2 separate regions of the Mus musculus genome follow, and region 2 is linked to region 1. A link is a contact called in public promoter capture Hi-C data. All regions are on one chromosome and are shown on one strand. The core of a region is the stretch at or near the end of the contact, and the rest is flanking DNA. Distances in the headings are between cores, read along the strand shown.

Region 1 (5,506 bases), core at 2,787-5,286:
GGCATTCTTTCCCCAAATCCTTTGTAGATTAGATTCCTCCTTTTCTTCATAAATTCTGTTTTAGGTTGAGTTCAGTAGTAATGGCTTGTTAGACATGTGCCAAGTGCTGGATTTGATTCCCAGCACGAAGAGGTGAAGGAAAAGGACAAGGGAGAAGAGGAGGGGAGGAGGGAGAGGAGGAGGGGAGGAGGGAGAAGAGGAGAATGAAAAAGAACAAAATCATCTAAGTCCAAGTATTATATTTATATTACTAAGTGTCTTCTTCTGTCCACTCCTACCCTCTGCTCGTCTCTACCTATAGTTTGCTTTTTTCCCCAATTACCTTTACATCATTTATTCCCAGTTTTCATATCTCTCATCCAGGCCTGTTTATTTCCACTCTTATCAAGACTAATTGAGCTCCTCCATCAGTTATGTCTAGACTACCACAATAGCTTTGAAATTCCGTTTCTAATCCTACCATAATCCACAATCCGAACTTCCTACTGTAATTTTTCTTTCTAAAATGTATGCATTTATTGTCATATACTCTTGTGAGCGCCCGACTCACCAGCAAAGCAGACGCCACAACAGGATCCTTCTGCACATGTTTATTAGGAGAGCTTGATTGCAGAGGCGAAAAGACCCCGAGCCCAGAACTGGTGCTGCTTATATAGGCCTAGAAGAGGCGTGTCTCACACCCGGATTGGTTATACTTACTACCTCATTTGCATGTCTCACATCTGATTGGTTAACATGTCTCTCATCTGATTGGTTAACATGTCTCTCATCTGATTGGTTAACATGTCTCTCATCTGATTGGTTATATTCTCAAAACCTCATCTTGGTTAAAAATTTTACTGCATATGTACACAATGGGTGTCTACCCAAACTTATGCGTGGTGGCCAGCGGTAGCCAGTGCCACCCTGCAACGGCACATGTGGCTTCCCACAATATATATGACAGTTTTCCAAGACCTGCCAGTGTGCGGTGGGCAGAAGTATGTGCTGGTGATGAAGCACAAAGCACCCACTGCCTGTGCAGACTTCTGCCCACATACCCAGCTAACTCTTGATCCCTTCCTCCTCCACCCACCTGCCACCATGGGGCTTTGAGGTCATGACTTGTGTGCACTACCAACACCCACAGTGCCAAGGCAGCACTTGGCACAAACCAGACACTTCTATCATGTTTACACAAACAAATAAGTGATAGGCATTTGCTTCAGCATTTTATATTCAAAACAATAAAACCTAGATAATCAGAATCAATACGGTAGGGCAGGCCGTTTTTCTAAGTGTACCACTTGAGTGTACGCCTCAGACATTTACAGTAAGTGAAGCTTTTGTTTATAAATTTCTACATGGGACTGTTATCTTGGGAAACTTTCTGGAACTCAATGTTGTGATTAAAAATGAAACATCACATCTCATGTTTCTATGGCTCTAGGAATTTTTGCCAGGAATGCTTATCACAGAGAGACGTGGCTATTGTCCAGACTCTATGAAGATAAATGACTCACACACTGGTTTCTTCTCAATGTCTTCTCATATTTCTATGTATCCATCGCCTTCTTTTAGGCACTAAAATATCACTCCTTCTCCTCAAGTAAATTTTTTAAATTTAACTTTATGTTTTTACTTATTCACGTTATATCCTGCTCGTTGTCCCCTCCTGGTCTCCCCTCCCATAATCCTTCCTCACTCTTCCCTCCCCTTCTCCTCTGAGTAGGTGGGGCTCCCTGAGTATCCCCTGATCCTGGCACTTTAAGTCTCTTCGAGGTTAGGCACATCCTCTCCCACTGAGGCCAGACAAGGCAGCCCAGCTAGAAGAACATATCCACGTACAGGCAACAGCTTTTGGGATAGCTTCTGCTCCAGTTCAGGACCCACATGAAGACCAAGCTGCACATCTGCTACATGTGTGTGGGGAGGTCTAGGTGTAGCTCATGTATGAGTTCTGTGGTTGGAGGTTCAGTCTCTGAGAGCCCCAAGGGTCCAGGTTAGTTGACTTTGTTGGTCTTCCTGTGGAGTTCCTATCCCTTTTGGGACCCCAGAAATCCTTCCTCCTATTCTTCCATCAGACTCAAATAATTTCTAACACTTCTTTTACTTGCCTGCTCCCAAGCAGAATTCTTAAAAAAAAAGTCACATATATTGAAGTTGATGTTTGTTTTTTATTATAATTTTAAATAATTACAAAAGATCTCTGTGTGGTTTTCCTAAACAAAACTCTACATGTTCTTTCTTCCTTCCTTCCTTCCTTCCTTCCTTCCTTCCTTTCTTTCTTTCTTTCTTTCTTTCTTTCTTTCTTTCTTTCTTTCTTTCTTTTTTCTTCCTTCCTTCCTTCCTTCCTTCCTTCCTTCCTTCCTTCCTTCCTTCCCTCCCTCCTTTCTCTCTCTCTCTTCTCTCCTTGGGACCAGATCTCACTATGTAGTCCTCTAGGACTCACTCTATATACCAGACTGGCCTTGAACTCACAGATATTCACTTGCATCTGCCCCAAGCCCAAGTGCTGAGATTAATGGTGTGTGCCATAAGGCCCATGCATATTCTTTTAAAGGCCAAGCAAAATTATATGTCAAATAATTTGGCACCCCTAACATCTCTCTATAAAGGCATGAAGATTTTTTTAACAATTGTGAAAATTTATATTATTCTATCTAAGTTTCTGTTTCTATTACGTTTCCTTCATAGACTTTTCTCATAGTACAAAACTTGCTCTTATATCTCTGTGTTTTTCTCATTTATATACAGTAATATATATATATATATTAAAATTATTTCTCTTTTTTGCTACAGACACTATTGAATAAACATTCTAAAGACAGGCCTATTCAATGCTTACAATACATGTATTTTTAATTTGTAATTTATTTAAAAGATAAATACAAAGTTACATATTTGATGAATGCCGAATAACAGAGTGCTATTTAAAAGTGCATTTCTCAATGATATTTATGGTACTTAGAAGTTAGTTAACAGATGCACATTATCTATAGCTACAATAAAGTAACATTCCAAGAAAGAACATACATTAAAAAAGGAAACTCTAGTTATGTAAATAAATGGAAAGTTTTGTTATAGTAATTCTATGTTCTTACTTGAACAACTTTTTTTTTTTTCCTGTTTGCTTTTTCTTTTCCAAGACAGGGTTTCTCTGTGTAATCCTGACTGTCCTGGAACTCATTAGTTAGACCAGGCTGGCCTTGAACTCACAGGGATCTACCTGTCTCTACCTCCTAAATACTAGGATTAAAAGAGCACACCATCACTCTGGCTGGTCGAACAACTTCTAAAGTCATGGGTGAAGAATTATTGCCGATCACAAGTCAGTGTTTAGGCAATCTAGCTTTTGACCGCTTGGATCGTTCCTTCCACTTGGTTGAGAAGCAGAGCTGGAATCCGTCCAACTGGCTAAAGCATTTGCTGCCCAGGTGCGGAGAGATTTCTGTTCTCATTTCTTGGGTCATGTACCAAAGGCTTTACCCAAATGCTTCCTGTTGGTATTACTAGATCCATTCCTGCCCTGGAGAGTTGGCTCAGCGGTTAAGAGCACTTGTTGCTGTTGCCCTTGTAAAGATGCCCAGGTTCGATTCCCAGCACCCACACGGAGGCTCACCACCTCCTCAAATATGAAGGCAAAACACTCATACACATAAGATAGTAAAAATAAACCTTAAAAAGAAAAGAAAGTCCATTCCTATTCTTTCTAAAGAAACTTCCTCAGCACAGCAGGCTCAGAAAGGCTCGAGAAAGTTAAAATATTGTTGACCTCTTAAAACTTTTCCAATAAAAAATGTCTTTTTTTTGATAAACATTTTAACATCTTTTCATGTACTTTTGACATGTTTTTTTATCAAAACTTGAGTCTCAGATTTCATTTGCTTCGACCGTTGAAAGACAAACCAGTTATCAGACAAGTTCCTTTCCTTGTGAAAGTTCAGGGAAACTCCTTATTTGGAGTAGGGCAGAGATGGAGTCATCCAAGAGTGAAGGAAGAGACTGCCAATGAGAAAGCAGGAACATAATGACACTATTTTGATGTCATCAAAAGACAAGCTCTCCTTGTCCCCTTTTGGGGGTCGATCTCGGAATTGGAGCGCAGAGGAGAAGTAGGCGTCGCAGAGGCACGTGTATCAACACGTTTATTTGCACTTGAGGCCAAGCTGGGGTTTTCCTGGTGGACGGTGCCAGAGTCAGTAACACGACTCCCAGAAGACCTTTCCCGCAACAGTCCCTAACGGGGCGTGTCTTGGCGTGGCGTTAGACAAGCACGGTCTGAGCAAGGAAGGACTTTTCTTTTCAGATTCCCGTTTCCTGAAACAGAAGCTGTTGAGGAGAAACGCTGTGTTTCCGGGAGGTTGTACCGGAATAAAGACTCTCCCGGGTCAGACTGCTGCTCTGAAGTGTTATTTTCTGAGTGAGTATCAGCTTACAAATGAAAACTTGCAGGAGGTGCGGTGCAGATGCTCGCAGGATGGGGGCGGCAGAGTGTTCTCAAAGGTGATTGCGGTAGACTTGGTGCCACCTCTGTCTCTGTTGCTTTTAAGTAACTCTTGAGCCCTTAGAAAGGTTTGCGCTTCTAGAAGCTCCTCAGAAGGGACAGGGGGGAAAAAAGAGCAGAGGAAAGGCTACCTACAGTTCAGTTGTTGTGAAGAGGAGAAAAATATGAACCCTTTAATGTATATATATATATATGGATTAATAGCAATGTACTTAGTCACAGAACTTGCCAGACCTGCTAGCCTTACTGCTCACAAAATCAGTGTCTGATGAGGGCATTAAAGGATTGTGGGGACTACTGATTTGAAACTGGGTTTGGAGCACATAGGAAGCTATCAAAGACGCTGCCGCTTGCTTGTACGATGGAGTCAGTAATTTCTTGCCAGGGCACAGTTGTGTGAATGTCACTCAGCATACTTGGGGAGTAGGGACAGAAATTCTGGGTGTGGGCAAGTCTTGGTTACAAAGAAAGCGCACATAAAAAAAATTAAATTCCTTTGGGTGTCTAGGTAAAATGGTCCTATCATTAAAAAATTGTAACATTTGAAAGTAGCACTCTAGCCTGGAAAGTCACAAATTAAAACCTCTGAAGTTGTTAGTATTTACAGCAGGTACCAGCACAAAGGCAGGAGCAGATGAGCAGATTTTATGTCACAACACAATGTCACCTCCATCCTAATACTTGCTTCTTGGCATTTGAAAAAACTGTGTGCTTCTAACACTCCTAAAAGTGACAATATTGACCTTTGCCTGATGAGACGTCACAGCTAAAAACTATTTCAGAGTTTCCTGTGTCTGTTTGTTGCTTCTGCTCAAGCCTACACAGGTCTCCATGCGCCTTACTTTGCCCTCAATGTTCTTGAACATTTGAGAGCATTCGTGACTGTAGAAGCTTCAAACCTGAGTCACACTGTCCCCAAAGTATAATACCCATGCTACCGATTTTACATGACACCTGCCAAGCCCTCTACCACTAAAGAATTAGATTACATTCTTAGTTTAACATTCATTATACATCCTA
Region 2 (6,025 bases), core at 1,778-4,277, 140 kb before region 1:
TGTTTCAATAGAGACCTGTACTCTCAAGTCTCATGCAGACATGAATGTATGTGTACAAGAAACCTTTGGGTCTCCAATTGCTAGGATAGGGAGTCTATACAAAGCTTTTTACCAGGTTGGGTTTGGACTGGAAGTCCAGTGACCACATATTCTAGGTTTTCACTCACCATGCAGTCGCTGTACACAGACACCGTTTTAACAGATCCGTCTGGGAAAGTTTCCCATGGAGAACATTGCAAAAGGAGATGGTTAAAAAAAACTCTATCAGTCATCTAAACCAAACAGTGACTCCAGAGTTGAGAAGCAATAAATTGAATACTGACATATTCGTAGATTTTTCTTGAGATTAAAGATGGTGGGGCAAGGTGTAGAGCCATGTGCCTTTAATCCCAGTGCTTGGGGGGGGGGGGGCAGAGGAAGGGAATCTCTGTGAGGTAGAAGCTTGTGATTCACATAGAGAGTCCCAGGACAGCTAGGGCTACTTAGTAAAGCCCTGCCCCAAAATAAATAAATAAATAAATAAATAAAGATGGAGTTTCCTTTTAAGTGTCTATGGTTCTTAGTTATTGTAGTAAACTACTCCTCTGAGAACATTGAGAATTCTCAAGCTATTTTCTTTTACACATCATTTAAGAAATGAACAAGCTGTCCTAAAATTCATATGAAAATGGCTCAGCATAGCCAAGCCAGTGTTAAAAAAAAATGACACTTTAAAGGCTGACACTTCCTGATTTTAAAACTTACTGTGTCACTCTATAGAAATCAGATACGGTGGCACAGCTTAGGTATGCAAGTGTGTTGGTTACTTTTCTGTTTCTGTGATAAAACACCGTCATTAGAACTGATTTATGGAAGAAAGGTTTATTTCAGAGGGATAAGAGTCCGTCGTGGTGGACGGGCATAGCAGTAGGCAGAGGCATGACATCCAGAGCAGGAAGCTGAGAGCTCACATCCTCAACCACAAACACAAGGAGAGGAGCAACTGCAAGAGTTAAACGCTTAAAACCCACCCCCTGTGATGACGCACTTCCTCCAGAAAGGTAACGCCTCCTAAGCCTCTTGAAATAGCACTGGGAACCAAGTGTTCAAACACCCATGGCTACGAAGGATATTTCTTACTTAAATCATCACAGTGGGCCAGTTGGTACAGCACTTGCCTAAGATCCTGTGGTGCTGGCATAAAGAACTAAATACAGATACCTACAAGACTATATAAATTAGCTATTAAGTTTATGGTGAATTGATTTCTAGCATATGTGCCAAGGTTCTTCAGTGGGAAAGGGGGCATCTTTTCTCAGTAAGTAGCTGAGACAATACAACGCTCACATGCAAAAGAATGAATGACCCTAGACTCAGACCTTACACCATACACAAAGAACTCTCTAATGGATAATAGATTGTAGCATAAGAACAAAAAACTACAAAATTCTTAGAAGAAAGGATATCTGTAAATCTTTGTGGCTTTGGATTAGGAAGTGGTTTCGTAGATATCACATAAAAAGTACAAATGACAAAAAAAATAGATAATTAGACATTAAAATTTCAAAACTTCTACGCTTTAAATGCTCTTTAATCTGGTTTTCAAAAACTGTTGAAAATGGTATATTATATAAGCCAAATAAAGGACATGTGAATTAAACAAAAAGAATGTAAAAGACAGCCTACAAATGAGAGAAAATACTTATGTGTCTGATAAAGTATGCGTATCCAGAAAATACAAGGAACTTTCTCAAATGACCAATCAAAACTCCAGTCTTAGACTAGGCAGGGCTTGGGATGGCTCAGAGGTAGAGCACTTTTGACATATCTTTAAGGGAGACTGGAGAAAAAGTAAAATGGCAAGTTACTTTGGAAAAGAACCTAGTAACTTTGCCAAACCTTAACATATAATACCATTCCTAAGTTTATGCTACAAAAAAATTAAAAATATATGTATGCAAAGAAACTACTTAAATGTAGTTTCATTAGCAACATTATTCACTATAGCCAAAAAAGCAGAAATAACTCAAATCTCGATTAATTTGAGAAACTAGACCAAACACTGTATATTCATGCTATGAAATATGGCTCTGCAGTCATGGCCTCAAGCAACAAGAAGTCAAAAATTCATCTGAAAAATTCTGAAAGAGAAAAATTCATCTGGACTGAGCATAACAGCTTTTATTTTCTTGTCACTATTCCGTCAAGAGGATAGCTATTAACATATTATTTACATTGTCCTGGATATTTCAAGGAACCTAGAAATCATTTCAGGAGGAGGCACCTAGGTTATACAAAGGCAAATGCTAAAGCACTTCTACTTATTGGTTAGGTTTTTGCTCATCATTTTGGTCTTTTGAGACAGTCTGACTATATAGTCGAGGCTGGTCCCAAACTTGCCACCTTCCTGCCTTAGCTCCTGAGAGTTAGGATTACAGGAGCTCACCATCACACCCAGCTCTCAACATTTGTTTGTTTGATACAAAAAACTTAAATATTTGAGGATTCAGTCATCCAAGGGGGCTCCCGAAACCAGTCACTCATAGTTAACAAGGAACAACTAGACATATAAGACTATGTAAAAAATTAAAGTACTGTTGCTAAAATCTCTTCCCTGTGCTAACAGAAATAGCATCTACACCTCTTCCTAAGGTTCCAACAGCAAACTGAAGTATGGTTCCACAAAAGTTCACCCAGGCTGGGCAGTGGTGACACATGCTTTTAATCCCAGCACTTGAGAGGTAGAGGCAGGCAGATTTCTGAGTTCAAGACCAGCCTGGTCTACAGAGTGAGTTCCAGGACAGCCAGAGCTACACAGAGAAACCCTGTCTTGAAACCTGTCTTAGTTAGGGTTTTACTGCTGTGAACAGACACCATGACCAAGGCAAGTCTTATTAAAAACAACAACAACATTTAATTGGGGCTGGCTTACAAATTCAGAGGTTCAGTCCATTACCAACAAGGTGGGAGCAATTAAGGCATCCAGGCAGGCATGGTGCAAGAGGTGCTGAGTGTTCTACATCTTCATCCAGAGGCTGCTAGTAGAAGACTGACTTCCAGGCAACTAGGGTGAGGATCTTATGCCCACACCCACAGTGACACACCTACTCCAACCAGGTCACACCCATTCCAACAAGGCCACACCTCCAAATGGTGCCACTCCCTGGTCCAAGAATATACAAACCATCGCAAAACACACACCCCCCCCCAAAAAAAAATTCACCCAGGAGAACTAGGGAGTTTATTAAACCTATGTACAAAGCAATGGGTGAGAAGCTATGGTCCAAAGCACCCATACTGGAACACCAGCATCGAGCAGGGATGATGACTGTATGGATGAAGCCCCACCCCCTCCACATCTTCCACACCTATATCTGCCCATCCCACAAGACCATATGCAATAAGGTAAAAATTCTACACAGCTGGTAGGGATAAGTGGGTGAATACTCAGGCGAGGGTCCTCTGACTTTGCTCATCTTCCCTCATCCTATAGGAGGAAAGGAAAACACTCAACAAGCCCAGCTATTGATCTTTGCAAGCAAGCCCAGCAGAGCACTGGGAGATGGCAGCAGTTGGACTTGAAGGAAAGTCTTGAACTAAAAGTAAGGATACGTGCTAGAACATGAATAAATGTTACTCTAAGTGAAATAAGACATACAACGAAGTCTGACTAGTGTATGACTCTATTCATATAAATTCCCCAAATAGGCAAATCCATAAAGTCCAAAGAAATGACTGGCTGTCAGGGACTTGGGGCTGAGAGAGTAGAAATGATAGGTGTGGGTTTGGAGGGGGGAGGAATGAGGCTGCCATGGGGTGGGAAGAAACACTGTGTGCACAGCTTACTAAAAGTCATCGAGCTGCGAGCTTTCAAGAAGGCCATTACAGTGGCTAAAGGATAGCCGCAGAAAGCTGTAGGTAGGAAATTTGATCCACAATTTTGATGCTTACTGCCATTTCCTGCTTCCTTTCCAAGGTGTTACATAAAAAAAATTTTTTTTTTCAGGAAAATGGAATGTAATAATCTCTGGCCTCAAGTCTGACATGTTCTTATTAAAATTTCTAATTCCAGTTATTGGTTGTCATGAACCTTGACAGATCATAAAACCAGTGAAATAGTGGAGAAGCTGGAGGGTGGGATGCCAGAAGGGCAGAGGATGCTTAAACTGCCTCTCCTAGAGCTTCCAGCATCTGAGACAGGGCAGCTGGGAAGTAAGACCAACGTCAATCGCCATGTTCTGATTATTTGTCCACCCCCAAATTAGCATTCAAACAAAATTCCCAAAGACCAATCAGGATTAAATAAAGGAAGAATAATTCTAGTGATTATACCTTAATCATCGAATAATCTCTATGAAATGCAGGTGAAGCTGTGCCATGTGCCTTTCTCTTCCTTATGAGAAAGCGTGTACCCCCTTTTCACTAAGTTAAAGAACATGACTCCAATGATGTCTGTATAAATTATCCTTACATTTGAGTGTCTGACATTGTTAGAATGAACTCTTTACCTATTTAACTCCCTTGGAAATTCCAGTGCTGTGTATATACTTGTACTTCACATAGATTTCATTTTTCTCTGTATATAGTTAAAATACTGGCAGCTAAAAAAAGCGTAAGCTATTTCCGTCAGCCCTCTCCCGGGACTCTGCTCCCTAGTTAGGCAATTACTTAAAAATTGAGCAATTGCAGTGTCTTTTCTCCTACTAGTTATTATTTCAAAAAACTCACGCCATTTCTCTTTAAAGAAACAGCACAGAATAACGCAAAAAGCTCCCCTTGGCTGGTCAGTGTGCTGCCTTTAAACACAGTGGGAACTCTGAGGTCTGTATTTAGATTGTAGTCTATATTTAGACTATCCAAGGGAGTCCGCGGACAGTAGGCAGACCATGTGTTCTTCTGTTAGTCATTTTAAGAAATCGTTTTCCCCTTGCCACTTAGAGGGGAAAAACCCTGAGGGATCACAGAGAAGAAATAAGTTGTTGATTAAAAGCAGGAAGGAAAGATCACGGGTAAGAAGAACTCAAAGAAAATCAAGTCTGTGCGTTCCCCGAGGCGCTCCCCACAAGGGCAGAACTTGTTGTGCCTTTCCTCTGTGGGTCCAAGCGCCCACTGAACCTGTGTGTATTGATTGGTTACTCAAATGTCTGTCCCCTGCTCTCCAGAGTCTCCCAAAGCGGAGACTTTTTATTTGAATAGTCCTTTATCCAGTGATTTCCATATCCCACTGAAGTGGTGGATGCCTCAGATGAAACACTGGCAAGATTTCTAATCCCCGGGTTTCAGAGAGATTGGGAAGATCCGCATTTAGAGCCCCCTTCCTGCCCTGTAAGGAGAGTCCCCTACCAAGCGCCCTGACTTCAAGAGATTTTGTAACTATTTTTTATCCTTCAACAAAGTTATTTTCTCTTAACAAACTTCTATTAAGGCAATCATCTTGACTATAAGAGTATTAATTTATTCTGTCTATCACAGACTTAGTGAGTGTCCCGGGGCAACAGGAGCCAGGAGCTGGCAATCTTTATTTTTTTTTTTTTTTTGTATTTTATGATGTCATTAAGAGAATCTGTAAGAAAATATGGATTTATGGAGCAGTAGAGCACTTGGTTAGCATGCACAGGCCCTGGGCTCAATCCTCAGCACTGGAAAAAGAAAATGACCTTTTCTCAAAACAAACGATCACCCAAAAAGACAGAAAGAAAGGAAAATATGGATATATTTCCCAGACAAGGTGCTGGTTATTCTAGCAAGCTAGGAGCAGGTCTTCCCACTTATAGCATATTACACCAGAAGATAAGCATCCAGTTAGTCTTGCTAGCTACAGTTTTTTTTTATATACTACAAGAAGAGTTCACAATTCTCCAAACAGTTAGCCACTCTTGGCCTATATGAACACAATTAAGCAAGAGAGGCATGTCATATATTATCCCAAGATGCTTTCGAAAGGGAAGGGAGCAGTCGCAACCATGCCAAGCAAGACAGTGTAGACAGAAGATACTATTAACTATTCTAAGAGCTCATTAAAATTTGAAAGATTTTCCTTATTTTG

Evidence for each region. Promoter capture Hi-C pulls out the DNA fragments that hold promoters and counts their contacts.
Region 2: a promoter capture Hi-C map of macrophages shows a contact between it and region 1, with 6 read pairs. The contact joins the promoter of 9830132P13Rik here to the promoter of Alpk1 in region 1. A contact is called at or near these places in 10 of 39 promoter capture datasets (3T3-L1-derived adipocytes, the C10 cell line, the HPC-7 cell line and 7 more), 4 of 115 datasets of contacts at active chromatin or transcription factors (bone marrow-derived macrophages, double positive thymocytes, memory CD8 T cells and 1 more) and 3 of 9 other capture datasets (adipose tissue, liver and pancreatic islet).

Annotation. Positions count from the first base shown.
Region 1 is chr3:127,779,057-127,784,562 of GRCm38.p6, reverse strand. It overlaps Alpk1 (alpha-kinase 1), which reads left to right and starts at 4,036. Exons shown (of 14, transcript NM_027808.1): 1 at 4,036-4,402.
Region 2 is chr3:127,913,173-127,919,197 of GRCm38.p6, reverse strand. 9830132P13Rik (RIKEN cDNA 9830132P13 gene) reads right to left here and starts at 3,027. Exons shown (of 5, transcript NR_040552.1): 1 at 2,912-3,027.